Regions from separate parts of the Mus musculus genome. Here regions 2, 3, 4, 5, 6 and 7 are each linked to region 1. A link is a contact called in public promoter capture Hi-C and targeted proximity ligation data. All regions are on one chromosome and are shown on one strand. The core of a region is the stretch at or near the end of the contact, and the rest is flanking DNA. Distances in the headings are between cores, read along the strand shown. Region 1 holds the start of Fra10ac1 (FRA10AC1 homolog (human)). Region 2 holds the start of Rpp30 (ribonuclease P/MRP 30 subunit). Region 3 holds the start of Blnk (B cell linker). Region 4 holds the start of Entpd1 (ectonucleoside triphosphate diphosphohydrolase 1). Region 5 holds the start of Ccnj (cyclin J). Region 6 holds the start of Aldh18a1 (aldehyde dehydrogenase 18 family, member A1). Region 7 holds the start of Sorbs1 (sorbin and SH3 domain containing 1).

Region 1 (4,011 bases), core at 1,494-3,993:
GCTGGGGCAGAGATGCAGATATCAGGTTACCATGGAGAAATATTAATGTTGTATCAACCTTAATGAAAAAATATTCATGTGATCATTTTGGGAAAATAAAGTGTGTTCAGACCTAAAGGATAACAGAACATGTATTGAAAGCATGGCTTGATATTTTATGGCCATCGCCATCCATCTCTGGCCCTTATCTAATGCCACCATAGCATTTTGTTGCTTTGAGCATCAATATATTATTGCATTTTTTTGTAATTATCGATAACATATCTTAAAGCCTGGAACCCATAGGTTTCCATATGCCATATACTTATGGTATATGATAGAATACATTGATTTTACTATTTTATATGCTCTGTCTTTTAAACTGATTTGTCTCTGAGATAAAGAAGTGATTTTTACATGTTTGTAATTCCAATGACTGATCCACCCAAAGCATGTTCTTAATGGGTGTTTGTGTCTTTTAATATTGAATTGTAATCGCTTACTTGAGAGTTTTTCATCAGGTAAGTTTTCTGTCCTGTGTTGATTCAAATTCAGATTATGTTATCTATCTATAGCATATACTTTGTATTTAATGTCTCCAGTAGCTGCTGACCTCAAAGCAAAAAATGGAAACCTTTGAATGAATGGAAAATAGAAACACACATCAATGCAGCAGCTACTCCCCGTAGAATCATGAACTGAGAGGTAGGAGCTGAATTGTATAAAAGGAAAGTGCTGCCGAGCTCCAAACCCTCATGGACCTGTGGGGTCAAGGTCTGTGCATATCTCTCTTATGCGTAAAGCAAAGCATGTGTTGAAGAGATGGTGTGTTACGATTCTATTGCTGTGAGGAGACACCACGAGCAAAGCAACTTATAAAAGACAACATTTAATTGGAGGCCTGCTTACAGTTTTGGAGGGTGAGTTCATGGCCATCATGGTTAGCAAGCTTGGTAGCAGGCAGGCATGATGCTGGACCAGTAGCTGGGAGCACACATCCTGATCCACAAGTTATAGGATAGGGGTACGGATACATATATATAACTGGATACACACACACACACACACACACACACACACACACACACGTCATATCTATCTGTCTGTCTGTCTGTCTATCCATCCATCCATTCACTGGGCCTCTGGGCTTTGAGTTTCAATAAATGAGGAGCAAGCAGTCAAGCATCTGAATCTATGGGGCCCATTCTCCTTCAAACCCCCATAGCTGGCAAAGCTGTGGAGAGGCTTGCTGCTCTTTCCCAGGGCCAGGGTTCGGCTCCCAGTACCCACACCACTCTGTCACGCTTGTTCCAGGGCTTACCACACCGTCTTCTGTCCTCCATGTGTAATGTGACATGGAGAAGCAGGCACACACATATGACACAGAAGCAACATCTTTAAAAAATTTAAATGCAGGGCCTACAACAGCAGCACAGGGTTGTTGGAAAACTAAAAAGAAGTTAATAGATAAAAGATGTTTTTTAAAAAGGAACAAAAATGCTAATGCATGTCAAATATTGGTATACAAGAGTTTCATTTAGGCTACAGGAGTTCTTATTAGTGATAAAAGGACAAAGTATTTGGTTTTTAGATATCTATAAAAATTGACTGCTTGACAAATTAACTCAATACTTTAATAATATTAAATTATGAGGTTTCCTATTTACATTTTTAAAGGAAACATTTTTATTGTAGTATAATTCAAATGCACCTTGAAATGCATAAATTTATAATTTTGTAATTAACAAGATTGCAATCGCTGCTCTATGTAAATCAGGGTGTATCTATGATTTGCTGCCAGGAATAAAAAAAGTCTTGAACTGATTGACAGGGATATTGTTATCTACTGGTTAGGATAAAAGATTTAAAATGAACGTGTATTAAGATTCAGAGTTCTTCCTTAACATGGACCCGCTGTAAAAGTGAGAAGCATGCCAGTTCTGTTCAGCAAATGTTTTAGTAGCTCCTGTGATTTCAAAGGCACAGTGTTGGCTGCGGAGTGCGAGATGAATAACTGCTGGTATTGAAGAGAAGCAAGATCTGTACCCAGTGGAAAGAGGAATGGGACGTCACGGTGTAGGGCAAACACAATGCAGGAACAACCCAGTGGAGCTTAAAATAATTTAATTCTGGCTGCCTGAGGTGTTTTTTTTTTTTTTTTTTTTCCTTAAATTTTATATTGGATGCCCTTTCTGCGTGTGCTAGGTTGCTTATTGGCGTAGAATCTGCGACCCTGTGAAATCTTTTTCATTCCCCATTTCTTCTTTTCCTTGCCAACTCGATCTCTTCAGCCGCCAGCACTGCCTTTGGAACAGTATCTATTGTGTGGGTGGCGGAACGCGGGGAAGCTATTTCTGTTCTAATTATGAGCACTGTTTTCGTAGGGGAAAAAGAGGGGGTGATAAGGCAGATCTGAGGCTGAGCTGCTGGCTGGGCGAGGATGCTCGGTGGAGGCGTTACTAAGGTTACTAGAGAGAGGACCGCAGGTGACAGGCGGGGTTTTTCTCTATAGCAATATACATTTTCCAATGAAGGACGTGGGCTGGGCAGTGCCACATTGTACTACATATTGGATTCCCTAGAGGAAAAAGGAGATGGCCCAAAGGAAAAATGAGGGACCAAAGCAGGGAGCCTCTGCTTCCTCTTCCGGGCCTTTTCTTCCGCCGTCTTTGTTTACCCCCGAGCCATTCTGGCTGCAGCACAGAGTCGGCGCGCCGGAGAACGGTGTCTTATCGATGTGACACGCCTCTGAGCCGGGCCGGAAGCGGTTCCCAGCCGGTACCCGTAGGGCCAGGCGTGCAGCGTGCGGTGACAGTGGCGCGGGCGGCGGCGCTGCGTGGCTCTGGAGGACCGGCGCGGACCTGCAGCGGCTCGCTGAGGCCGTGGCTCGTCGCTGCAGCTGTCAGGACTCTTGGGGGCGAACTTGCCAGACAGAGAAGAGCGGAAGGGAAGGGGTGTGTAAGGAGGGCCGTGGGCGTGTTTGATCTCAGAGAGGACTTTGAAACTGGTTCTTAGTAGTTGAGTCTCATTTTTATTTTGACAGATTCGGGAGGCAGCAGATGCCCTATTCTCGAGATTTTCTTAATTCCAGTCAGTTGATAGCATGATTTGAGTGAGAGCTTTTTAGTGAAGCTACTGGGTTAAGATAGCTCAAGGGATGGATGAAGCTGCCCGAGATAAAAAGAAATGTGGCGTCGGAGCAGAGAAGAGGTGTCTGGAATGAGGGGTCAAGATGATCTACTAGTTCCAGGTTCTACTAGTTTCAGGTCTTCCTGTACTAGGTACCGTCCCCAAACTATGTAAGCTTGAGGTTTGGGCTTCTTTACATAACCTCTATGTTAACCTTTACATAAGTGGGGAAGTAGGAGACGCGTCTGTGCCAGCCAGACCTTAGATTCTGCAACTGCTCCAGGCTCCACACTGCGGTTTTCCACCATCAATATATGAAGCACGTGAGGATGGATTAGAGGGTAGTAGAATTTGAACAGCCTTGATGAGATCTGCTAAAAGGTGTGACGTCTAGGTGTATAAGGCAATGATAGCTGTCGGTCAGGAAGAACTGTGGCTTGCAAACCTATGTCTCCAAAGCTTGGCTGTTGCCTTCTCTTTAGCATTTGGTGGGATAAGGAAGAGAGGTATATACTCACACGCCCAAGTTTGAAAATGGAGTTGCAGAGACTCACAGAATTTAATGATTTGACATAGCTACCTTATTTAACAGAATGACAAACAGAAGGTAGTCAAGAACGCAGACACTGGCTATCCTAGCTGTACTTGCCAACACAGATGCTAAAGTTAATGTCTCTTTACCTGGACTGGGTCCTTTCAGCAATAAAGATTGCAACCCACCTTTACCCCTATTAATGTGTGTTACGAATTCTGTACACTTACTGACACAAATACCAAAGCTGAAAAATATTATCACTTGACCTGGACTGGCTCCTTTCAGCTGCAGGAGTTGACTATTGATGATATACAGTAGTAAAATCATCTGTACCCTTGCTCATGTGTGTTCCAAACTCTGTGTAATGC
Region 2 (3,924 bases), core at 463-2,962, 2.1 Mb after region 1:
TGGGAGCCTGAGCGAATTAACTAAAGAAGGAGGTGAGCGAAGCCCCAACATTTGTCTCTTTCTGCTTCATGACTGAGGAGAAGCTGTGACCAGCCACTTCACGCTCCTACTGCCATGATGGACTATACCGTCAGAGGATAAGCAAAATAAACTCCTCCTTCCTTAAGTTGCTTTGCAGGTATGTGGTCATAGCAACAAGAACAGTTAACTAGTACACTTGTCTCTAGATCCATATTCCCAACACAGACACAAGGATTTATAAACACTTGTATTTAGCAACCAGTTACATGAGAAATTCTACTTTACCCGTTTCTTTTCCTTAAAGTCAACAATGTGATTGATGGCAACAACTGAGTATCCCACTGAAAAGAAAAATAGATCATTTAAAAAATATACTTTCTTGTTCACAATGATCATATTGATAAGAGATTCAAGAGTCTGGCATGACAATAGGGATGTAGCTAAGTGTCAGGATGCTTGCTAGGCATACACAGAGTCCTGGATTCAATTCCGAGACCTGGAAAATAAGGGGGTGGGGTAGGAGGCAGATCCTGAGCCCTACTGTTTATTGTGACTTAAGGTGAAGTTTCAGGTTCTTCACCTGTCCCATGATGTTAACAGCAGACAGGACTTTCAAGTGTCATGAAAATGAAGTGAAACAGCACCAGTATTTTAGAAGAGTGCACATATTTAGCTGCCACATTTAGAAGCCAGGCACATATTTAGGCTGTGGTTCATATTAACACAATGCTAAAGACTCAAGTTTTATGTCTTTCTGTCACCTTTGTTATCATTTCTTTCTTCTGCGATCCCCCTCACATTTGCTCCCTTTCCTACGGAGCAATGGAGTGATGACTCCCTCACATCTCTTTTGAGGTACTCTACAATAACAGACGAGGGACACTACAGGCTTGTCTTACCATCACAACAGACAAGTGCCCTGTCCCCAATACATTTAAATCACGACTCTTGTCTTTAAGTTGCCTAAAATACTGACAGGATAATAGTGTATTAATATTAAAAGAATAATGCATGGTAATGATAAAATAGCGGCCCTTCGTCTTCCCAGTCAGCCCAATAACGCCCTACTTTCCTTCCTCTCGAAGGGATTTGAGAATCTATTATTTGGCAGGCCCTATGCCAGGTGAGAGCTCACATGATCAACGTTCATCCTTAAGGCACTTGAGATGCTCGAGAGAAATAAGGTAACGCCCTTCCCATTCTCTAAGCTCCCACAGCAGTTCCTGCCCGAGACCCAGCTTTCTGTATTTGACAGATGCCGTGTGACTCAAAAGGGGCTGATACCAAAAGCACTGGCTGAGGGGACCAGTCCCTGTTCCTATCATTCATCAGCTCGCAGGCTCCATGCCAATGCCTCGACCCCTTAGGCCTCCGTTCTCTCCCTCTGCACGAATGACTGGGCAAACACAAACAACAACAGCTTTGTCAAGAGCCCGAGTTTCTCACCCAGGGGATCCGGGTGATACTGCAGCTATTCTCTGCCTTTAGGGACGTCAGGCAGATCACACGAGAGACCGGAATGGGGCCTGAAAAAACTACCAAACAAAGCTGGATGGTGTGGGGGACAGAGCCAAGCCAGTAGACTCACGGTGAGCAGCAGTCTCCACGAGTCCGCGCAGAGCCTTCAGGTCTGAGCCCGCTCTTAAATCCAAATCTGCGAACGCCGCCATGCTGACATCCCAGGAGCACCCGCGCGCCAGTCTGCGCAGCCGCCGTGTTGTCCCTCAGGCATGCTGGGAGTTTTAGGTTGTTCCTTGAGCTTTCTGGGATTTGTAGTTTTTCTTTCTCAGTCGTCTTGGGTCGTCTTGCAGAGACTTTCCTATTCCCTAGAATCCAGCCAAAGTTAGTGTGTTGGGACCTATAGCCTTACTTATTCATAATTTGAATGGGAATGTTTTGGTACTCTCTGATGGGGCTCAAATCTCCCATGCTCCTACCATACAGCAATGCAAAGTGACTCATTTTAAAGGCACCCATAGAGCATACCGATGTCAAGCAGACATTTCTAAGGTCTTGAAGCCTGTTTAAAGCTCTGGGGAGCCGGGCGTGGTGATACACGCCTTTAATCCCAGACCCGGGAAGGCAGAGAGAACTCTGAGTTTGAGGCCAACCTTCTTTATACCGAGAGTACCAGGCCAGTCTGAAATACAGAGTCTCAAAAGTAGTTAAACTAACAAATAAATGAAGATACATGGGAAGTTATTTTTCTTTCCTATTTCCACAGTACATTCCATTCTTTGAAAGTGGCCTTTTTGAAGTATTTGGTCTGTGGCTAAGATTATCTAAACTCTTTGGGCTAAGACAATCCGTTACAGACTACAACCACAAGATGGCAGAGTGCTCTCAAAGCTGATGGTTTAGCGCCAACACATCCTTTAGCCAGAGGACTGACTGGGAGGGGCAAAAATGAAAACATGTCTTACAATGTTTTTCATGAGAAACATACACATATCATTTGATGTTTCTACTTTTAAATGACCCTTTTAAAAATGAACTCTTTAATATTGACAGATCAATTATTCAACAACATAGAACACGATTTTTAATCTACTTGATGTAGAGGGCCAGTCCTTTACCCCTCTCCATTCAGTCTTTAGTTGCCTAGCATGCGAACCCTTCTGCGCATTACTAATAAGCAGCTCCAGCCTCGTGCAACTCAATAGGACTTCTGAACTGCTGGTCTCTCAAATAAGAAAAGTCCACTTCTCATGAGCTTGTCCGTTGGGATTATACCAAAGTGATGGAAATGTTTAGAAGCATTTTCAATTTCTGTACTAATCACAAAGAATATGGAGTCTTCTCCATCTGACCACACTACTGTAATGATCACTAATTTCCTACAAATTTCTGAAAGATGATGATGATGGCGGTGGTGGTGGTGGAGAGGAGGAGGAAGAGAAGGAGGAGAAAGAGGTGGAGGAGGCAGTAGCAGAGGTGGTATTATTAGTAGCCCAGGGTGGACTTAAATCCACAATCATCTTGCCTCAGTATCCTTGGTTTTGGGATTACAGCTGAGCACTGCCACACCTATGTTTGGTTAATTTTCATAAATGATTGTTTCCAATACTTGATATTTTCCAAGAACAAAACAACAACAAAATAATGTCTGCAACCAGACCAAGGCCGTACAAAACAAACCCCTTGCTTTCATCAGAATGTCTAGTTCTAACTTTTATAGTAGTAGAGAGATGTCTTCATACAGGATCACAAAATCTAGATTGGTCAGTCGAGTAGCCATTGTGTAGTGGACCTAAATAAGAATTTTAGTTATTTGATATTAAGGTTAGACTACAGAGGGCATAATTCTTTAAGAGTCATGGTGATGTTACTGTGGTCTTCACCTTTTAGATTCCCTTTGTTCTGAGTGTTAGCATTTCTTCTAGGCTCCTCCTAACAGTTACCTAGCAACAGCCAGGTACAAGCCTGGCTTGCTATAAAAGGGCTCACTAAGGCACCCCCTCCCACTGCACCATGATGCTGCATTTCAGAACAAATCACTGAGCTTAGGTGAAGAGGAAAGGAAGGATTAGAAATGAAATGAAATGAAGAGATAAAAACCACTGAGCACTGCACTGCGGCAGAGCATCTGCCAAGTACTTATGTGTGCATCTTGTTAATTTTCAAAGCAAATAAGTATTTTTTTTAAACCAACATCTACCTTTTTGACATTTGAGCTAGTGAATGCTTCAGCAGTATAATGGTGGATTGAAGCATTTTGGCTCAGGAGCTGCCTAGTGTGTTGTCTCCTGAGAAAAGCCAGTAGGGAGGACAGTTGTGGATGGTATGAGGAGAGAAGAGGAAAAGAAAAAAGGGAGGTTAAGGAAGGAGAGAGGAAGCAGGGAACGGGAAGGAAGGGGAAGGAGGCAGGACTGGGCAGAGAGAAAAGGATGGGAAAGAAAAAAG
Region 3 (3,730 bases), core at 830-3,329, 2.8 Mb before region 1:
TTGGTTTATCAGCTTAGAAATGTCTCATAGACCCTATGACCTACCCTCACAAACATGTGCACCATTTAACACGAACCTCCTTCCAAAGTGATTGTGCCATATGGCTTTCTCCGTGGTATGTGTGACTCACAGTTGTTAAAAGGCATTTGTCGTGGTACTTTGGTGATTCAGTCATCTGTGTACCTGCTGTTGTAGACTGGGCCTGGCTGCTCTTCAAGGCATAAGCTGTGGAGTCACACTGTGTGGTCTCACTTCATTAACAAGTCAGCAGCTGAGATTTGGTAACCGGTTCCCAGTCGTGATCAACCCTTCTTGGCAAGCCGTGGCAGCAGGAAAGCCACTGGGTCAGGCTTGGATCATTGAACTGACCCACTCCACACACTCCACACCACACGGGGCAGAACTGCAACACACCGGCCTGGAAAAGCAGTTTCTCGTTTTCATCGTGTCGGACTTGAATACAGTAAAAAGAAGAAAGACAAGCGGCTGTAAAAAGAAAAAGCAGAAGTGGAACCCTCGACCCTCTCTCTTTCTCTGGGGAAATAAGAAGTTGCCAGACCAGGTGCTCGACAGAGTTGGTGGAGAGGAAAGTCCGCAGGTCAATTGGAAGCATTTTACAACCATCCAGAAGGAACAAAAGGCTATTATCACCCCCCTGGCCAGACTCTCCTGACCCTTGATGACATCATATATGGTTTTTATGTTCCTTTCTGCTAAGAGCTGTGGGAAGGGCGGGGCAGGGAACTAGATCTCCTTCAGGATACATTGCAAGAAAACCGTGCAGGCAGATTAGAGAAAGGCAACAGTTACGGGAAGCAAGTGTCTGCATTTCTCTCCTGATGCCCTACTCTTCTGCAAAGGGACCTCACCCTTCAACCACTCTGAGGCATCAGCTCTCGGACATCCTGAAGAATGGCAAATTCAGATATAGTGCATGAACGTGAACAGTCAAGGAACCAGGAGGACCGAAGAGCTCCTCTTTGAACAAAGAACCTGGGGGTGGGGGTGGGCAGGGGCGGGAAGAAATCCGGGTTTGCTCTCTGTCTCTTCTCCTCCCTTCTCTGGCCTGGTCCTCCTTCCCACTCTCTCCTCAGCCAGGCCCTTGAAGCTATAACAGGAGAGATAACTGAAATCCCTCCACTCTGTCTCCCTCCAACCCCCCGTGCATTCTTTAGACCCAGGTCGATGGTCCTTTGATAATGTTCAGAACGTAATCTCCTTTCACAAAGGTGACTAGGATGTGCCAGGTGAGTGGGGGTGGGGGTGTTCAGGTCCAAGGGGAAGAAAGAACACGCCCTCTCATTTTTTTGTTTTTTGTGTTTTGTTGTCTCGAGGAGTATAGCAGAACTGTCTAGATGGGGTCAGAGGCAGGTGTGGGATTTCACTGTGCTTGGGATACCCCTACACCTGACATGTCGCACTGGGTGTGATGAGAGGGGAAGACATGGAGGGGAGTTAGGAGGCATCCGCCTGATGTCATGTGTTGGGAAATCACTAGGCTTGTCCTCAGCTGACTTTTGAGTGTATCCTGTCTTTATTTGAAAATGGCAAGCTTTCAGCAAGGCAACTCCTGACTCCACACAGCATACGATAGGGTCGCCTTTCCCCACCCCTAAGTGACCTTGACCTTGCACAAAGAATTACCTATCACATTTTAAATGACCACTGCTGTGACCTCGGTGACAAGAACTGTCCATTTCATGTCTTAGTTCTTAAGAAGAAGAGGCTAACCCATGGCTTAATGCAAATGAGCAGAAAGCCCCCAAAGAGCCATCCAGATATAATTGATTATTCAGCTTTTCCTTGTACCTAAGAAGTGGCAGGGTGACTCTGGCCATCTGCTAAAAACAGGGACTACCTAAGGTTTGGGACAAACAGGAAGTAGTGCTCAGTCAGAAACTTATCCAACCTGGCAACACACCTGATCATAAAAGAGCTACTGGAAGGGATTTGCATGCCCAATAAGGTTTCACTACCGAAGTTTACACAACGCACAGTAATCAGCCAGGCTGGCTGACTCCCTGGATCACATGACCTCGTAGAAACATGAAACTTGGCGATGCGCTCCAGCGAGTTTTACTTCCCCTGTGCAGGGGTGTTTGCCAGCAGCCTGTGGGTTGCTCGCAGAAGTCAGTTCCAGTGGCTTGAGTTCTTGAGGCCAGAGCCTTACCATGCTGCTCCCCAGGAAGTCCAGGAGCTGCTGACACCCCCCTGGACAGCGACACATCCTCTCTCAAGAAAATGGACAAGCTGAATAAGATAACTGTCCCTGCCAGCCAGAAGCTGAGGTAAGAGATTCCCTTCGGAGCCTTATTCCTCTTCTTTGCCCTCTAGGGCTCCTCCAGCGCTCAGAGGCACCAAAACCTTGGGATACTTGACCAGTGCCAATCGGTTAGCAATGGCTATAGGGAAGTAGATCAGCTTTTTAAAGAAACGTGTAGGAGGAGTGAAGGAACCTGCTTTGGCTGGTTTTTGCCAGGGATGGGACAAAGAGTGAAGCTCTGGGAAGGCAAGAAGATAGAAAATTTGATGGCCCACATGCTAGCAACAGCCAGCTTTCTGAGTCTGAGGAGGGGCTCATCCATGGTGTGAAGAGCGTTTGTAGTCACTGTCGCTTACTGACTCTTGTTTGTTTTGTGGGTGTTCACCCTAAGTTTATTGGGGGAACTACGCGTCTCTCCAGTACCCTCATGACTATCTATTTTAGAATGTCAGATGGCTCACTGGATAAAGTGCTGAATGTGCAGGTCTGATGATCTAAGTTCCATGCCCACAACCCAGATAAAAAACGGAAAGAGAAGCAACTCCACAAAGCTGTCCTTGGACTCCACAGTCACTGCCAGCCTGGCACATGCATGCCCTGACACATCATGCCCACACACATTTCACACACACATACACACACACATACTGATAATAACAATAACCATTTTAAAAAACAGCTTTGGCAATTTAAAGAAATATATACTAAGAAAGAATAAGCCAGCAGTGGCCTAAGGCATACATACGTCAAGAGACCATGCAAAGATGACTTCCCAGTTTTTGAGTTTGAAGAGCATTGTCTTCTGAAGTGGGGCTGATGACTCTCAGAGGCTGGAACTTTCAAACGTTTAAGGGTGTGTTATATTCCATGTGCAGGCTAGAACTTTGGACTTTCATGAGGTCATACTTAAGGGATGGAGCACTGGAGAGTCTGAGACAAATGACAAGAAAAGACATGGAGTTGATAGAAGGACAGTCTTTCACGGTGGCACATGGGTCTTCTCACTCTGAGGGGTTTGGTAAGAGGCAGACTGAGAGGTACTAAGGGGTCCAGACCAGCGGGCAGCATCAGCTGGTCAGCCATTTTATAGAGGATACCCAGGAGAGCCACAGAGCCTTTAACATGGAAGTTAGAAGGTCCCACAGGCACCCTCCATCTTCTGCTGTGCATCTCACGGAAGGGAAGGGTAGAGCAGACATCGTAGAAATAATAAGGGGGCCACGAAGTGGAGAAGAGGATTGGAGTAGCAGAGACATCTTCATGAAGATGATGCTTCAAGAATTAAGCCTCTGAGAGGCAGCTGAGAAAACAGATGGAGAGCTGAGGGAAACAGGTTACATGCTGAGGGGGCTGTAACCTCACACGTACAGGCTGATGCGAGTGCAGTCTCAAATGTGGGCTGGTGAGAAAAGTCCTGCCTAGCAGAGGCCACAGAGTGGAACGTATGGGGTGAGAGGGCCCTGGGAA
Region 4 (4,271 bases), core at 326-2,825, 2.4 Mb before region 1:
TCCCTGGGGAACTGAAAGTAGCTTGGTGAGTACTAGCTGGGGGGTGGGGACACATGTTCAGAAGAGAAACCAGAAGTAGAAGAACTCTAGTTAGATGTAAGACTTTTTGACACCTAGACAGACGTTTGATTCATAGGCTCTAACCCCTCCAAGCCTCAGACCCTCTCTTTCGTAAAAGACCATACAGAATAACAATGTCTGCCTCTCTCCCAGAAGGAATGACCATTAACACCAACTGAGATTGGTGGTGTAGACTTCACGAAAAAATACAAGTTCCTGCATAGACTAGATTTCATCTCCTCCCCACGAGCTTCAGAGACCCACAAGTCTAGCATCCAGTGGTCCAAGCTTCCGTCTTCCTAAGTAGCCTTGCCTGCGTCTACAGTTGCCACTTCCTAATTACAGGATCCCAAGGTGAGTTCTGCTCTTAGTTCCAGCACTGAATCCTCCAGGAAGTGGAGGTGATAGGGACAACACTTACCTTATATGGCTGATGAGAGGGAAGCTGAGCGGCACGTATGGGGAAAGGAGCACAGGTCCCAGCACACAGTAAATAAAACCTTAGGAAGCCCACACAGCTTTGGTCTGCTCTACGTGGGAAGAAATCTGTTTGCTAGTTCTCTAGTCCCTCTGCATCCTACGTGATAGAAATCTGTGAGCCTGTGAGAAGCTGGCGGTGCGATGAAGTAGGTTCGCGACCCTACATTCCCCCTTTGTTCCTGGCTCCCAAGGACTGGCAAGCAGCTAGCTCTCGGTCCTGGCAGAAAATGCCCAAAAGAGGTAAAAGGCAGAGACTGCACACCATTTGTGCAAACCAGTCTGCCCTTGCAGTTTCGTAGGCAAAAATCTAACATGGTCAGTTCGATCTGACCTGCTCTTTTAAGAGAACTCTTCCTTTCTTCCCTCCACCCCTTTCTCCCTCTCAGGGACAAGCACACTCCCCCACACAGCTTACAGCATTTTTACAACACGCACTCTGGGGTCCTGTTGTGACAGCCTCTTGCCACATTAACTTGCCTGTCCAACTCCCAGCAGAGAAGGAGCGAGAGTCTTTGCTAATGTCCCAGCAGGAAATTCGAACAAAACAAATCTACACGCAGAACCCAACATCTGCAAGCCAGGGACCCAAACCGACACTAGATGACTCCAGACCGTAGATGAAGCAGCTGCCTCTTTAGGTACAGAGGACTGGAAAAACAGTCACTTGCCGCTTAAAAAAACCACATCTGCATACCAATTAATTATGAATATTCATCGACTTCAGCCTACTCCAGGGCACTACAACCCTGAGCTCTGTCTGTTTCCCAAAGCTTTTTCTGCCTCGCTCAGGAGACAGGGAGAGTTCATTCAGGCTCTTTGCCTTTGGTTCTTTCAAGTACTCTCTTTGGGTCTGGGCTTTTTTTTTCCCCCTGAAGGGTTTGGATCAAATCAGTTCTGGTCTTACCCTTTATATCTTCCATAAGGGGCAGCTTTTTGTTTCCTTCCTCTTCCCTCGTCTGTCTTGGGTGTTTTTTGTTTTTGCTGTCTCTGCTTGCTGTGGTGGCTTTCTGCGAGAGAGGTACTCACGGTTCAGAGATATAACAGACCCTAGGGCTTGTGGGAGGGGCTAAATTAGCCAGCCCGGTTTCGGAAGGAACCTCAAGCCCGATGTCTTTTTCATTGACTAGAAATACAGATTGGGAGAGGAGCCGGCCAGCTCATTTCCCCTAGTTACTCGAAAGCTCACCGGGTTGTAATTTCTTTTTTCTAGGCTTGACGTAGTATGTGTTCAAAACTCACTCTCTCCTTCCCCTTCCTTCCTCTTTTCCTCCGTTATAGATCTCTCACCCCCTCTGTTACAGAAAATCTACTTTTATCCCTTGAAAAAGACATTTCTACTACTACCAAAAAAAAAAAAAAAAAAAAAAAAGAAGAAAAGAAAAGAAAAGAGAAAGAAAAAAGAGGAAAAAGCTCCAAGCCTTGCAACTATAATGTTGGTAGCCTTGAGACTCAACACCTGTGAGAGGAAGAGCTGCTCTTCCTACCACATAGAGCTGACCCCTTCCCAGTCCCTGATGAGCAATCACTCCTCAGTCTCATTGGAGAAGAATGCAGGCACTGGGGGAAGCTGCAGGCAAAGCCACACAGTTGTCCGGAAAGCCTTATGGGACCACTGAGCAAATTGCTCACTGGGTACCTCTTGCCAGCTGTGAAATGACAAACGTCATCCACTTTTCTCCAGCTTTGACTTCCTACCTCCAAAGCCCTAGGTACAGGGGTAGCCACGCCCAGGCTTCCGTAAGGTGACCCAAATGCAGGTGAAGTGTGAACTTGTTTTGAAATGAAGAGGTCTGAAGTGTGGGCTGGCCCTCAGGGAGGACGGTGTAAGTCCTCAGATCCCAAAGCCACTTGGACAGCTTCTCCTTAAAAAGCTGCTTGTAATCTTAGTTGTGAGGTTTGAAAGAGACCTGCGGAGTCCCATCAACCCAAGATGACAGCAAGAAAAACGAAGCCACCTGCCCCTATTTGCATGCTACAAGGCATGGAGACGACCCCTCCTGTTTACCACCTCACTTCCAACGACAGATTCTTCCACAGTGCTCACACACAGTACTCAGTAAACCCCAAGTGAGTTCATGAATGAACAGCCAGCCACATTGCCCGACTATAGATCCAGCCTTCTGATTCCTAGTTCATGGAGGTTTTGTCGTTATTTGTTTGTTTGTTTTTCTGTATTTCCTTTATAGCAGAGAATTCGTGTCTGGAGCTAATTTTACCGTTAGACATAGTTCTTCCCCAAATCATTTATTTAGTGACCACTTAAGGTTGCTTTGAAGGAAATGTGTTCTCTGCTACACTTTCGTGTATTTGTAAAGGGGCGGGGCTCAGTTTTCAGTTTAGATGTCTGCTCCCTTGCACAATGCAGTGCCTGCCACACAGAACGTGCTCAGTGAATTCTGGATACTTTGATAAATCAGAACTATATAGCAAGACTTTCTGTATCTTACTTAATGGTGCATAACTATAGGAGTTTGCATTTAGAAGAATAATTAATCACACTAAATGAAAACTCTAATAAATGCCTTCTCTAGAACCAGTTTAAACTGCATTTCTAATCATGAATATTGGTTTGATATTGTCCTATGATAATAACATTGTTTTAAGTGACATAATGAGATATTTGCAAATATCAGCAATCTTTGTGGCTTTGTGACTGCATGTGTGCTCTATAAAAAATATGAAGTTCAGGCCTGGAGAGATGGCTCAGTGCTTGTGGAGCCTGGTAGCCTGAATCCAATCTTCAGAATCCTTGGTAGATGGAAGGAGAGGACAGACTCCCACCAGCTGTCCTGTGACCTCGATACATGCTCCCCAAATACACATACCCTTCTCCCACCCTCCCACACATAATTTGTTTTTAAAAACTGAAGGTCATCTGAATTGAATACATAGTAATAGAAGCAGCCTTTCATAACAAACTAACTCATCCTACACAAATCTCCTGACAGGAGTTAATGGTTCTGATGGTGGAGTGCTGTGTGCTGTTTAATCCTATTGCTCTGTATGCACAGCTCCTTGGTATCAGAAAAGCATTATAGTTGAGCACGTCTTATCTCCCAGTCACATGACAATAGTTTACATAAGAGGTGGCAAGGATACAAGAGCCTGTTTAAAGGTCTGAAAATTGCTTTAAATTTCAATTTTATTTCTGGACCAAAAAAGTCCATTATTATAATTGTATTGTTGCCTTTTTCCAATAGAAAGTAAGAAAGTTACTCAAGAAAGTTGCTAGAGCTAAATATACCTGTCCTTCTTTTACCGATGAAATGTATTTTTAACGTAAGTTCCTTAGAAAAAAAAACCGTTTCATTTTTCCTACACCTTCAATCTCCTACATTATGTCAGTTCCTCCCTTAGCATCTAAAGTAGTTAAGTTTCTCTGCTGGAAGATAAATCCTGGTACAAAGCAAGCACAGAGGATTCAGTTCTGCAAGACGAGAATGTTCTGGAGAATGCTCAATAATGCAAATGTCCTCAACAAGGCTGAACGATAGCCGAAGATGGTTAATACTGTCAACTCTATGCTGTCTACATTTTTCCCACAATTTTGGTTGGTTCTGTTTTTTGTTTTTATTTCTATTTTAAAAAAGAAAAAAAACCAAATACGCCACCAGCCTGTGCCTCTTGTCTTTCTCACAGATCATGACTTTGCCTTCCCTGAGTCTCTCGTAATTGACACATTCTTGTGAACCAAGGCTCCTGGAAGGAGGCTATGTCTCCAAAGACTGCTT
Region 5 (3,680 bases), core at 1,078-3,577, 2.6 Mb before region 1:
CCCCAAGTAGTTTGCAACAGGTGGCCTGAGACAGGCTTCAGAAGTAATCCCCAACATCCACCTGACTACAGGGCTGCCTTATTCCCTAACTCCTTCAGAGACTACATAAGCATGCCAACAAACTCTAACTTAAGAAAGAAAGAAAATTCTACGTCTAAGATCACCTGTAAAACTAATTCAGTCAATTCTTTATGATTAAAACTACCTACATATGAAGTATTAGAACTAAAAGTCACAGGGATCATCATGAAAAAAAAATCTTTAAACTGTCAGCCCCACCCCCACACTCAAAGTACCATTACCATTTAAACCAAGTAACTAGTTTTGCTACACACTAGAAAGATAAAAAGACTGACACTTAGAAAAATCCAAATATACCTCCCCAAAATTCAAAGTGAATTGGGACTTTTCCCTCTAACATTCCAAAGAACCTTTCCGTAGTTGGAACATTTATGTAGAGCAATCTCATAGGGGTCTGGGATGTACTCAGAGTAAGAGACTGAATGCCAGGACTATTAAAGAACTTTTGGAAATTTCAAGCTGGGGGTGCAATTTTAACAACTTAAGCCAAGATTCCATGTCCTAATCTGCTTAATTTGGTCATATACACCAGATATAAACCTATTATCATTGAAAAATCCCTAAGGCTCAAGCTACAGGATCTTATTAAAGAGTCAGCTGTTTCGATCCTTTCCCAGTTTTCATCCAAGGTGAAACTGAGTTAAGTTGATCATTCTGGGTCTTCCCTCTGGCTGTCAGAGAAGCAGGGCTATCGCATATATCTGACTTATAACATCCATCCTATAATCATTAGTTAGAATACCCAGGCTTTGGTCCAAAAGGAGTAGGTTCCCCCCCCCCCATGACTATTAAGAACATTGTGTCTATTTTCTACACTTGACATTACCAAGGAATAGCTCCCTCCACCTTAAGGCTTTTTGTATAGCCTGGATTTGAAGGACCAAGGAACAGTAAGTTATCACATAGCTCTTACACTGTTCTAAGTTCCTGCACAGTACATACTTAACAGATTTCACAATCACCCCATAAGGACGTTCTGTCGTTGTTATTTCTCCTTTTACAGACGAGGAAACTGAGAAAGAGAAAATTAAGTTGTCCGAAGTCTCAGAGCAGGTTTGGGGAAAGGTTGGAGAACTGAGTTATGTACAGGGCTTACACCAGCTTCATGCAACAGCATGTACGAAACAAGGAGGGCTGTTCACTCACACACAGACACAGACAGACAGACAGACAGACACACACACACACACACACACCCATGGTCGACCTGGCAACATCGGAACACCATCCACCTTCCTTCTCCCAACTACCACGCCCCAGTCTTCTCCACATTTACAGGTTCTTCGGATGCAGCCCAGGGAAGGAAGAAGTTAATTAACTTTGACAAATGAGCAAACTCGCCTTCTCTGGCCTGGAAGGTAGAGAGTAAAGAACCTGACTGGCCTTTCCAGGAAGCACAAGAGCCGGGATGGGGAAAGTCGGGTCTCGGGAGTTACCTTGTACCGAAGCGCCTGGTGAATATCCGCAGCCAGCTGTCCTCGCCACCACTGCCCCTCCAGCTCCATGGAAGCCGGAGGTGCGCCCGGCCAGACGCCGCAACTTCAGTCTGGAAGACACGCCCCAGACGCGGTCACGGCCAGCAACTCCCCCCCCCCCCAGTCCCCCCGCGATCCTCCGCGCCCCCTCCTCCAGGGATGCGATCTCAGGTCACCCCGTGCGGCTGCTCCTCTTCACCTGACCCGACCCCGAGCCATCTTCCAACGCCAGCAAGGCCTGATCTACCCAGTCGTCTGCAATCGCCCGCTGCAAGAACTGCAGAAAGGTGCGAGCTCTGAAAGCTCCGGGCGGGACGGCCCACCTCGGGCTCTCCGAGTTCTGGGTTCGACCTCAGCCGCCTGCACTTAGGCGCGGGAGCCCTGACATTGTCAGAACGTCGCCGGAATGGAGAGTGACCAGCGCGCGACACCAGGTCCGCGCCGACAGCCCCGCACGCTCCACCACCCTGGGGGTCTGCGGTGCGCCCGCCGCAGCGCGGACCCGGAGCGGCAAACAAAAGGCCGGGCGGGCGGCCGTGCTCCGCGCCTCGCTTCCCCTCGCCTCGCTGCGCTCCCGCAGGCCTGCCCGGCCCACGCGGTTTCTTACCCGGAACCGCGGCCCTCAGAGCCCCAGCCCGGCCGGCGTGCACGGGGCGCCGGCAGCGTTCATGCCGCGGACCGTCGGCCGCGAAGCCCCCGCCTCAGCTAGGGCCCAGCACCCGGGCGCTCGCGCCGCCCATTGTTAAAGGACCGGCAGGCGGCTCGCCGTACAAAGCCAGCGCCGGGGCACGGGCCGCCCCGCGCTGCCAATCGGCTCTCGCGATACAGCGGGGTCGCGCCTCGCCGTCCAATCGGCGGCCGGGCCGAGCCAGGTGCTACTCCGTCTCCCGGGCCCCTGCCCGGTGCCGGGCGGTCTCGCTCTGCAGCCTCCGCGGTCTGTCGGCGCCCGAGGGCCGCTCACCTGCAGAGAATCTTTGATGGGTCCCGGGTGCTGGCAAAGAAAGATGCGATGTCTCAGCCCCGGGATTAAAACTTGGCAGCGCGGATCTGGCCCGCTGTCTCACTTCCGAGGGGCTGCTCTCCGGGATCCTCCCCCTACCCTAAGCCTTCCGAATGGGCTTTAGCTCTTACCAGTCCCTAAGGCGCTTTGGTTGTCGAGTTCTGCTCCAGTCTCCCCTCTAAACCCAGTACTCCTTTTAGCTCTTCTAACTCAGCTCTTCTTGTTGCTTTCACTTCGGCGATTCGCGCGAGTTGCGACTGGAATTGACATCTTTAGCAACCTGGCTTGTCAGATCCATAATGGATGTAATTGACCATCTGTGGTGGTCAAGGAAGAGACCCTAAACGGTGGGAACACTCCAGCGTCAATTGAGGCGATTGGCTGGGGCTGGAAATGTAACAGAAACCCCATCAGTTGTATTTGAGAGTGTCTGGAGGACCACCCCAAAAGAAGTAGATGGGTTCCCTCAATTTTCCAGAGACTGTAAAGCGACTTCCTTCAATATTTAAACATAAATCATGAGACCTCACCCCTTACTTTGAATATTTTGTTTAGAAAGAGGAAGAGTGACAAAGGGCTAGTACAGAAAAGGATGAGTGCACACTTCGGGAGCATGGCTTATCACCCTGGTATTTGCATCCATCCCGGAAGGGCTGCTGCAGACCCCTGTGTGACAGTGTTATACAATGCCTGGGGAGAGCAGGGGTTCAGGAAATGATGGGAAGAAACTGGAAGCATGCACGTGAAAATTGGCAGAACCCAGCCTAGCCCGGTGCATTTCGGGAAGAGACTACTAGTAGAGGGAAAGGACGTTATCTGGCTAAAATTTCCATGTCATTTATGGTATTTAAGTAGTACTCAGTTTCCAATTCACGACTACTAAGCAGCTTTTGGCTTCCAAATGATTTAGGGTCCAGGCCTTTCTTAAGAACCTTTTCAGAAAAGTGGGTCACAGACTATAATTGCCTATGCGATCCTGTAATAAGCAGGTTGTCCTACAGTCTACTTTGAACACGTTGTTTGCCGGGAGAGACCGGTTCAGAAATCATGTATTATTCTAGACTTAGATGGCTCTTTATAAGATGCCAGTATTCATCCTTGTTCATGCCTGTGTATGTCTCTGG
Region 6 (4,237 bases), core at 133-2,632, 2.4 Mb before region 1:
AGACAGACAAGCAATTACAATAAGGTGATCTGTGGGTGAACTGAAGAATCAGAATCGCCTTCTAACTTAGCTCCAGTCCCTTAGTCTAGTTACACCCCTGACACACACCCACACGCACCCCCCCCCCCCCACTTTTTTTAGAAGCCCGGGTACCAGATCTAATCAGCGCCTGCTGTTTTGTTTCTCTTTAATGCCCCACCTCCCCACCCTCAACGTGCTCAAAATTTAACGCGTCCTGGCGCCAACACCCTTCCCAAAGCACAGATTTTCTCAGCTTCTTCCTAGATCTCATATGCCGACGCACATTTCATTTCAAAGAACTCCTCTTCCTGGTACTCAACCCTTAGCAAAAAGTGCTGTGAGCGCGCCTTCCTTTTTGCTCCCACGCCCCCTGTCGGCGCCTTTCGTCTGCTTTATTTCTTACAGGGCGCTTTGCAATAGGCTAACCCACTTCCCAGTTTCTACACCTCTGTGCTGATTTCCGACACAAAAACCTGATCATATCATTCCAGGGCTTTAGAAGTTTGGATTCACTGACTTGGTGACCCATAAGATTCAAAATCTTTGTATGGTGAGCTCCCAGCCAGATGTTCTCTTCTGCAAACCTATCATCCATGAGCGTGGATCTCTCCTAAGCTGAAACCTCCTTTTAGCCCTTCCCCCCACTCCCCCCCGCTCCCCGCCCCCTGCCCTTCCCCCCATACTCCTGCATCATGGACTGAGAAGTAGTGGTAAGTTCCCTTTAGTGAATTAGAAAATGAATGAATAGGCTCAGTAGCATTGTCAGGACTACAAAAGCATAAAGAACCAATTTTCAGCCACAGTTGACCTTCTCTAGACAATGGCCTCCCTGCAACGAACGGTGCTATGGGACGAGAACGTTGCCAGCCCGGAAGGAGATGATCTGTGTCCGTTATGCATTCAACTTTGGGATAATCAGTGGTTATTAATAATCAGAGATTAAACACACCGTCTTAAAATGCAGTATTCTTACCACCACCTTTGCTGAAAACACTTGGGCTGTTATTTTCGGGTAACTAGGTGCCAACTTGTTTTACCATGGTGCCAATTTTTTTCAATAGCCAGTCTTTGTTTTTGTTTTTGTTTTGAGGGAGACGGTCTTTGTTGATTCAATCTATTTCTAATGTGAGTCTGACATATAGACGATCAACTGTCAAACACGCTTTATGAAATCCATCAGCAACTAGAAGCCAGTCTTCCTTACCTTTCTGGGAAGCTGTCTGGGGAGGTTCCTTTCTGGGTGCTCGAAGCCCCGCCCCTATACTCTGCGGGCGCGGAGCCTGGGGATGGGAGGGGGCCGCCACGTGGAGCGTGGGCGCGATTCTCAGAAGCGCCTGCGCCGTTGCCGTGGCGTAGCGTGGGTCAGACCCGTCTCCCAACGTCAGCGGCGCTACGGGGCTTCAGTCTAACGCGGCTGACGCAACTCCGGAGAGCTGGACGTAGACGGAAGAAAAGGCGGAGGAGAGGGCGGTCGCCGCGAAGAGTGGTCCAGGGCTGGGGTCGGCGGCCAGCAGGTAGGTGGCTGGGCAGCACCGGGCAAGGGGTACACTCACTGAAAGGGGGAGATGCGGGGTGCAGCCGCGGGTCCGGAGGGGCGTGGACACGGGAGCCGGCGGCGGCGCGGGGCAGCCAGGTGCTCTGAGATGCTCATGCACAGCTCCCGGTGCAGGGTTTAGGAGGCCCAGGGATCTCTGGCCATCTTTTGGGTATGCTACCAGCGGAGGCTGGAGGACCCTGCAGCCTCTTCCTACCAAGTCCACAACCGGCTTCCAGGGCTCCTGTGCTGCGAGTAGTCATACACCTGGTGTGAAACCATCCACGGACGCACTCCCAGGGCCTGAGTCTGCAATTCTCTGTGGCTCGCGACCTGACATATGGAACCTGTACATAGGAGATTCTCCCTGCAGCCAGGGTTATTCCCGGAGACCCCGTGTGTGATAATTATCTCCTGGCACAGAAAGGGTGCGCTCAGATTCTTCACCCCGCACGCCATACCCCAGCCTTATTCCCCCACCCTCCGAAGCAACAACATTTATCTTTGAGTTTCTGTCTTTCTATTAAGTAGTGAACCATGAACTCAGCATGTGTTTTTCTGGGTAGTTTGTTGAGACTGAAGTTCACTTCTCTAAGTGAGATAAGAGCTCTCCGTGTGTTTGTGTCTAGTCACTTGAAAGCTGTTCTGAGTTAAAATATAAGAACTTCTCTCTCGATCACAGAGTCTCCACGTATATACCCTTTGGGCTTTTGCATCACCTGTCTGGTTTTTGCTGTCACAACAAACTGACTGGTTGAACAGTCGTTTGCAATATAAGATCTTGCCTCCCTGGGCCAGAGACAAATGGTAGACCTCATACCTCCAAGGATCTCAGACGTTCAGAGCTTTCTGTGCTTAGACAAGAGAGGGGTAAACAGTCTAGAACTATGCATGTGACCCGATCAGAATCTTTTCTGAGACAGGGTCTTATGTAGCCCAGGCTGGCCTAGAACTGGCTGTGTGCTGAGAACGACCTCGGGCTTCTGATCCTTTTTGCCTCTACTTCCCCCGAATGCTGGGATTACAGGCGTTTGCCACTAAGCACGGCTGTCCATCAGTGGCTCTTTTGACCTTTTGGTGTCAGTGAAGGAAGTAAGTGGAAAGGTTAAGAAATGTCAGTGCCTTATAAAAGACAGAAGAGGGGGGTGGACAATAGCCTTATCTGTGCACCCAGGCGCTTTCCAGCCTTGCCTTGTGTCACTCCCACGGTGATCTCAGGCCATATAAACCGTTATTATCCCTCATTTACAGATGAGGAGATTGAGTTGGCAATCTCCATGGCAAGGACAGCCAACACTTAGATCTATCCAATCTAAAGTTGTGTGGATTCCCACCCTGTGTAGCATACCCCAAAGGGGAGCTTAGAGCCCGTCTGGGGAGAGCAACAGTAACACATGAGCCAGCTACCTGGAGGATTATGTCCAATGTGAAGATGAGAGTGTCTGGGGAGGTGGTACAAAGCGGGCACAACTGGAATTATGTCACTACTGACTTTTTATAGGTATTTTGCAGAATGTGTGTAAGTAATAGTTTTGCAGCCATTTTTGAAGGGATTTATGTAAGTGTTGAACATAAGACATGGGCCCACAAAATACTTCAGTGTTATGCAGAAACGGAAGCCAGCAAAGCGGTCGGTCACTCACCAGGTTCGGTTATCCGCCTGTTGCCGTATGTTCTGTTACAGAGCATCCTGCCCATTTCTCCTCTCTCCATGTCTGTGATTTTGTGCAGAATAATTGCAGAATGGTATAGTCCGTTCCTTGCTCTTTCTTTGCTATAGAGCTAAATGCTAATGTGTTTTTGAGGCCCACTGAAAAAGCAACTTGGGGACCAGTTCCCAGTAAGGTACTTGCTGGGAAAGCATGGAGACCTGAGTTCAGATCTCTAGCACCCGTGTCAAATCTGGTTTGGGAGTTTGCCTCTGTAACCTCAGGGTTGGAGGAAGGGAACCAGCAGGTACAAGCTCACTGGCCAACCTGTCCAACAGAAACTGCAAGCTGCAGCTTCAGTGAGACACTTGATCCCCCACAATACAGTGGACGGAGATAGAGCAAGACACTTGAACTGACCTCTGACCTCTGACCTCCACATTTGCAGGTACTCCTGAGCACTAACACATACACACAAGGATTTGGACAATAGCCACCAGTCTTAGCAGAACAGGTAATATAACAAAGATTTAATACCAATACATAAACACTATTGATTTTGTTTTTAGATGTATTTACTATGTATACAGTTTTCTGCCTGCATGTATACCTGCAGGCCAGAAGACGACATTGGATGTCATTAAAGATGGTTGTGAGCCACTATGTGGTTGCTGGGAATTGAACTCAGGACCTCTGGAAGTTCAGGCAGTGTTCTTAACCTCTGACCCACCTCTCCAGCCCATAAACATTGTATCTTAAAAATATTTTATCATTCAAAGTATTCATTGTATCTAATTACTGTTTGGTGTAAAAAGTAAAGAGCAGTTCTTTTCTATTCCTGTGACACTGAGGAAGTAGTTTCTAACTTAGCAAAATTTAAACCAAGAGTGTCATGGTTTTGCTCTAAGAGCAGTGGAGGGAGTATAGTAAGTTAACTACCGTTTTTTTTCATGTGTCATTTCCCCCCTCCCCGTTCCCCACCCCACCCCCTCCACTCCCACCTCCCCACCCCCACTAATAAGATTCTTCTCAC
Region 7 (4,026 bases), core at 591-3,090, 2.3 Mb before region 1:
TGTTCTGACATTGTGTGTGTGTGTGTGTGTGTGTGTGTGTGTGTGTGTGTGTGTGTGTGTTCTAAACCTTGTTGCCTGGATTTGGTAGGTAGATAACTCTCAGTTTCTCTGCCTTCTATTTCCTACCTCTTTGGCTAATCTCCTAGTATCACTGTGCCTTTAGCTATGTTGTTGTTAGATGTGTAGCGGTGCATATAAAGCTCACAGCCCTGGTGCAACAGTGCACTGTTAATACAGGCACATTCATACTTGCTGCTTTATTATTTTATAGACCAGAGAGCTGTTTGTCCAGACTGTAGCATAAGGTAACAGCAGAGCCTGGGAAGTGTGTTTTACAAAGCAACAGGATGAGGTCTGGGCGAGGCAGAGCCCTGTGCTGAGGGACCCCGGGTTCTCTGGAGGCTTCTTGTTTCCTTGGTTATAGCACGAGCTCCCAGACAGCTAGAAGTCTTCAATTAAAATACACAGACAACAGAATTGAGGACAGCAGGTGCTCAGCCAGGACCTGTCACTGTTCCCTGACATCTAACAACCTTTACAGACAGGGTTCCCCTTGCCTGTGCAGTCACTAGGTCCTATTCTTACCCCACCACACAGCCTGCTAACTAGGAACACAGTTGGGCTGAAGATTCTTGCCCAAGATAGCAGAAAAGAATTAATTGTGCTCAGGTGACTATTCTGTTGTGTTGGAAAGTTGTAAGTCAACTTGACACAGGCTAAGGTCATCTGAGGGGAGGGAACCACAATTAAGAAAATGCCTCCGTAAGATGGGGCTGTAGGCAAGCCTGTAGGGCATTTTTAAAATTAGTGACTGATGGGGGAGGTTCCAACCCATTGTGGATGGGCCATCCTGAGCTCATGGTCTTGGATTCTATATGAAAACAGACTAAGCAAGCCATGGAGAGCAAGCCAGTATGCGGTATCCCTCTGTATCAGCTTCCTGACTCCTGCCCTGTTTGAGTTCCTGTCCTGACTTCCTTCAATGGGGAGCAGTGTTGTGGAAGTGTAAGCCAAATAAACTCTTTTCTCCCCAATTTGCAGAGTGGTGCAGCCAATAATCCGCTCTAGAGGCTGAGTCAGGAGGTTGGCCTGGGGTGTGAGTATGTGGGGCAGCCTCTAATCCCAGAAGGTGGGATTAAGGATCATCTTTGGCTGCACGGTGAGTTTGAGGCCGCGCTAGAATACGTGAGCCGCCTGTCCAAAAATAAATAAATAAATAAATAAATAAATAAATAAATAAATAAATAAAGACTAAAACGAGAAACTAGTAACAACGTCTTTTTCACAAGGCTGGGAAAATCAAATGAGAAAATAGGGAGCATTAGGCAACTGTCTGGTAGAATATAATCAGACTGACAGTGCCATTGGCAAGCTTTTATTCACTACATTTTATCAAGAGGAATTATGGTGCCATTTTACAGATCAGCAAAAGGGCACAGGGTTAAGTAATTTGTTTATAGCTAGGACACACTGTTATTTTACGCTTACTGTTCTTTTCAAGCTCTCTGTGGGCAAACCCTTATAGAGACCACAGGGCCAGCGTCTGGAGTCACTCGCGGGCAGCCCAGGGTAGAAAGGGTTAGCGGGTGCGCGCGCGACATCCGCGGGAACCCGCGGGCGCGCGCCCCGCTCACAGGGACGCAGGCTTGGCGGCGGGCTCTTCCTCGCCTCCCCATTGGCGCACACGCCCCTTCCTGTCACGGCCGGCCAGGCCCCGCCCCCTGGGCGCTGCCGGAGTGGACGGTTCCAGGCCATGCTAATGAGGGGCTGGTCGCCGCCGCCCATTGGCCGGCCCCAGTGTCGGTGAAGTCAGCTCGGAGTAGCAGAAAAACAGAGCGGGGCTGACTGTAGCGTGGAGCGCGAGCCGGGCTGGACGCGCGCAAGCCCTTGCCGGGGACCCGCGAGGTAAGCGGGCGGCGGCTGCGCTCTCCGGCGGCAGCTCCCGGGCGGGCGCAGCGGGCCCCCGGAGCGGTGCCTTTGTTCAGCGCGCGGAGGAGGTGCTTTTAAAGGGCCAGCTGTTGGAAGGACCTGGGGGCCCCCCTTCTCCCAGAGCATCCCCGGGTGGCCGCGGGGGACCTTCGCCGAGCCGTGTCTCCCGGCTGCTCTGTGTCCCCTCTCCCCGTCCCTTCAAGAAAAGTTGCTAGGACGCGGGGAGGTTTGGGGATTCCAGGTTTCTTTATGCCTTTTCGTTTTTGGTAGGTGAAGGTAAGTGCGATCATGGCCTCTGCTTAGGAGGGAATGTCCGCCCGCTTCAGCCTGGCTGCAGTGTGGGTGGATGGAGACGGGAGAGCCCTGGTGGGTTTGCGCTGGAAAGTGAAACTACTGAGGGTCTTTTCTGCAGTGGCCAAAGGAAGAAGGGCGCAAGTGTCAGGATGGAGGCATCTCAGGTGTATTCATTCATCAGCACACCCTTCCACTCCATCACCTAAGCCGAGGGCGGCGGGAGGGGGGCAAGCACTACGCTGCTGGCCCAGACCAGCCTGCATCCGAGCGTGTTGGTGGGTGTGTGTCTGGGTATACGGTGCTTCCGCTCACCGCCCAGGCCCCTTCATGCTTCCCTGGATGACTGGATGACAGCATCTTGCAGGGCAGCCCATCACCAAAGGGACCTAAAGCTACTCCTTTCTCTTATTTCCCAGGCTGTCCCTCCCGGGGTTTCCACGGTCTTTTCCCTGATAAGCGGTGGTGACATTCGAGATAGGAGGGAAAGGAGGCTTTAAAGTCATTATGCTTCTTTGAAGGGCGACGTGCTGTCGATTTCTGTATCCTGGAACCTCTGCGTGTCATACTATGCCTTTGAAATTCATCAGTGCTTTTTCCGGGCGGACAGAATTTATTATGCATTGCTACATAGAAGCAGAAGATCCCTCTGAGCCGGCTCATTCCATCCTGTCCGAGGGTTTTCCCAGCATGTTCTGGACGAGCCTTTGGATTTTTGTTTGAATCGCTGAGCTCTGGGTTGCCCCTGTTGTCACACGGCCGACCTACTGAAATTGCTAAAATTGATTTCAGTCAGTAGGCGGGATGTTCATCTAGAGACACCATAGAACCTGCCAGGCATGTTAGGCCGCTGACTGATCCCCCCCCCCCCCCCCCGCCCATCTTCCAGTCCCCAACACTGGTGTGTCCTTTTTCTTCCTTGGAGAAGGCCAGGGACAGCTTGTCTGACCACATGCTTTTTTTGATTTTTTAAAATACCTCTCTTTACATTTAAGTGTGTGTTTTGGCTGGAAAGATATCGAGGTGGTGATTGAAGGGTGGATTAAAAGTGGGGTGGACAGCAGCAGGGGACAGCCGTGCCAATGACAGAAAACACACATTGGGAGATTTTATAGCTTCAGCCTTCAGTGAGTGAGTGAGTGAGTGAGATGTCTACAGGGTGAGGTGTGTTGGCTGTGAGGGGGAGGGGTGGAGGAGGAAGATACTGCCAACAGTTTTTTGCCCCACCCTCCTGCTGCCGCCTTAAATAACTCCTGGCCAGCCCAGCCCTGAGGTCTTTTTGAGCCTGAGGGGAGAAAGGTGGTCTGTTAGCCCACCTCTGCCTGGGGCACCTTTGATGCAGATTAGGAAGGGTTAGTAGTTCTTAGGGTAGGGGGTCAAAGATGGTATATTCCTTAGCCTAAGGACTCGTGGTAACAGTCTGGTGACTTCCCTGCAGGCAATTAGTACCTGAATGAAGTGCTGGTCGACCTCTGTAGGACAACCCCCTTTTGTTGGCTCTACCTCCTTTTTTTTTTTTTTTTTTTTTTTTTTGCTAAAGCAAGTTGAATTTCTGTAAACTTTTTGAAGAGATTGGGAATATTGGGATGGGGTTGTAAATATGGCAAAGAAGAAAAGAAAATTGCTTCTTCCTGGCAGAACAAAGACCCGTTCAGCTCTTCTGTTTCTTCTTCAAAATAGAGTTGGATGCAGATTGCTGGGTGTGGAGAGATAGGGTCCAGGGAAGAGAGCCTCGCCTGTGGCACTGGTAGTGTCCTTGTCTTCGAAACTCCACTCTCCCTGGACCCTTCTCTGGAGGTGGATGTG

The links. Promoter capture Hi-C pulls out the DNA fragments that hold promoters and counts their contacts.
Region 2: a contact with region 1 is called in a targeted proximity ligation map of astrocytes, with 2.3 times the contacts expected there. A contact is called at or near these places in 2 of 39 promoter capture datasets (the C10 cell line and pre-B cells), 1 of 484 Hi-C or Micro-C datasets (CD8 T cells) and 1 of 130 datasets of targeted methods (astrocytes).
Region 3: a promoter capture Hi-C map of hippocampal neurons shows a contact between it and region 1, with 3 times the contacts expected there. A contact is called at or near these places in 2 of 39 promoter capture datasets (hippocampal neurons and liver).
Region 4: a contact with region 1 is called in a promoter capture Hi-C map of hippocampal neurons, with 2.6 times the contacts expected there. A contact is called at or near these places in 2 of 39 promoter capture datasets (the 3T3-L1 cell line and hippocampal neurons).
Region 5: a promoter capture Hi-C map of liver shows a contact between it and region 1, with 6 times the contacts expected there. A contact is called at or near these places in 3 of 39 promoter capture datasets (the 3T3-L1 cell line, cranial neural crest and liver).
Region 6: a targeted proximity ligation map of astrocytes shows a contact between it and region 1, with 5 times the contacts expected there. A contact is called at or near these places in 2 of 39 promoter capture datasets (the 3T3-L1 cell line and hippocampal neurons), 1 of 484 Hi-C or Micro-C datasets (CD8 T cells) and 2 of 130 datasets of targeted methods (acute myeloid leukemia and astrocytes).
Region 7: a contact with region 1 is called in a promoter capture Hi-C map of hippocampal neurons, with 6 times the contacts expected there. A contact is called at or near these places in 3 of 39 promoter capture datasets (hippocampal neurons, maxillary cranial neural crest and pre-B cells).

The regions. Positions count from the first base shown.
Region 1 is chr19:38,222,884-38,226,894 of GRCm38.p6, reverse strand. It overlaps Fra10ac1 (FRA10AC1 homolog (human)), which reads left to right and starts at 2,743. Exons shown (of 14, transcript NM_001081075.2): 1 at 2,743-2,933.
Region 2 is chr19:36,081,504-36,085,427 of GRCm38.p6, reverse strand. It overlaps Rpp30 (ribonuclease P/MRP 30 subunit), which reads right to left and starts at 1,712. Exons shown (of 11, transcript NM_019428.3): 1 at 1,610-1,712; 2 at 307-362. The coding sequence starts at 1,691.
Region 3 is chr19:40,992,570-40,996,299 of GRCm38.p6, reverse strand. It overlaps Blnk (B cell linker), which reads left to right and starts at 2,079. Exons shown (of 17, transcript NM_008528.5): 1 at 2,079-2,288. The coding sequence starts at 2,242.
Region 4 is chr19:40,657,074-40,661,344 of GRCm38.p6, reverse strand. Entpd1 (ectonucleoside triphosphate diphosphohydrolase 1) reads right to left here and starts at 1,575. Exons shown (of 10, transcript NM_009848.4): 1 at 1,445-1,575. The coding sequence starts at 1,460.
Region 5 is chr19:40,829,926-40,833,605 of GRCm38.p6, reverse strand. It overlaps Ccnj (cyclin J), which reads right to left and starts at 2,327. Exons shown (of 6, transcript NM_172839.4): 1 at 2,164-2,327; 2 at 1,518-1,627. The coding sequence starts at 1,586.
Region 6 is chr19:40,585,608-40,589,844 of GRCm38.p6, reverse strand. It overlaps Aldh18a1 (aldehyde dehydrogenase 18 family, member A1), which reads left to right and starts at 1,382. Exons shown (of 19, transcript NM_019698.2): 1 at 1,382-1,535; 2 at 3,653-3,718. Gm27042 (a long non-coding RNA gene) reads right to left here and starts at 1,313. Exons shown (of 4, transcript XR_386705.4): 1 at 1,226-1,313.
Region 7 is chr19:40,511,550-40,515,575 of GRCm38.p6, reverse strand. It overlaps Sorbs1 (sorbin and SH3 domain containing 1), which reads left to right and starts at 1,840. Exons shown (of 29, transcript NM_178362.1): 1 at 1,840-2,205.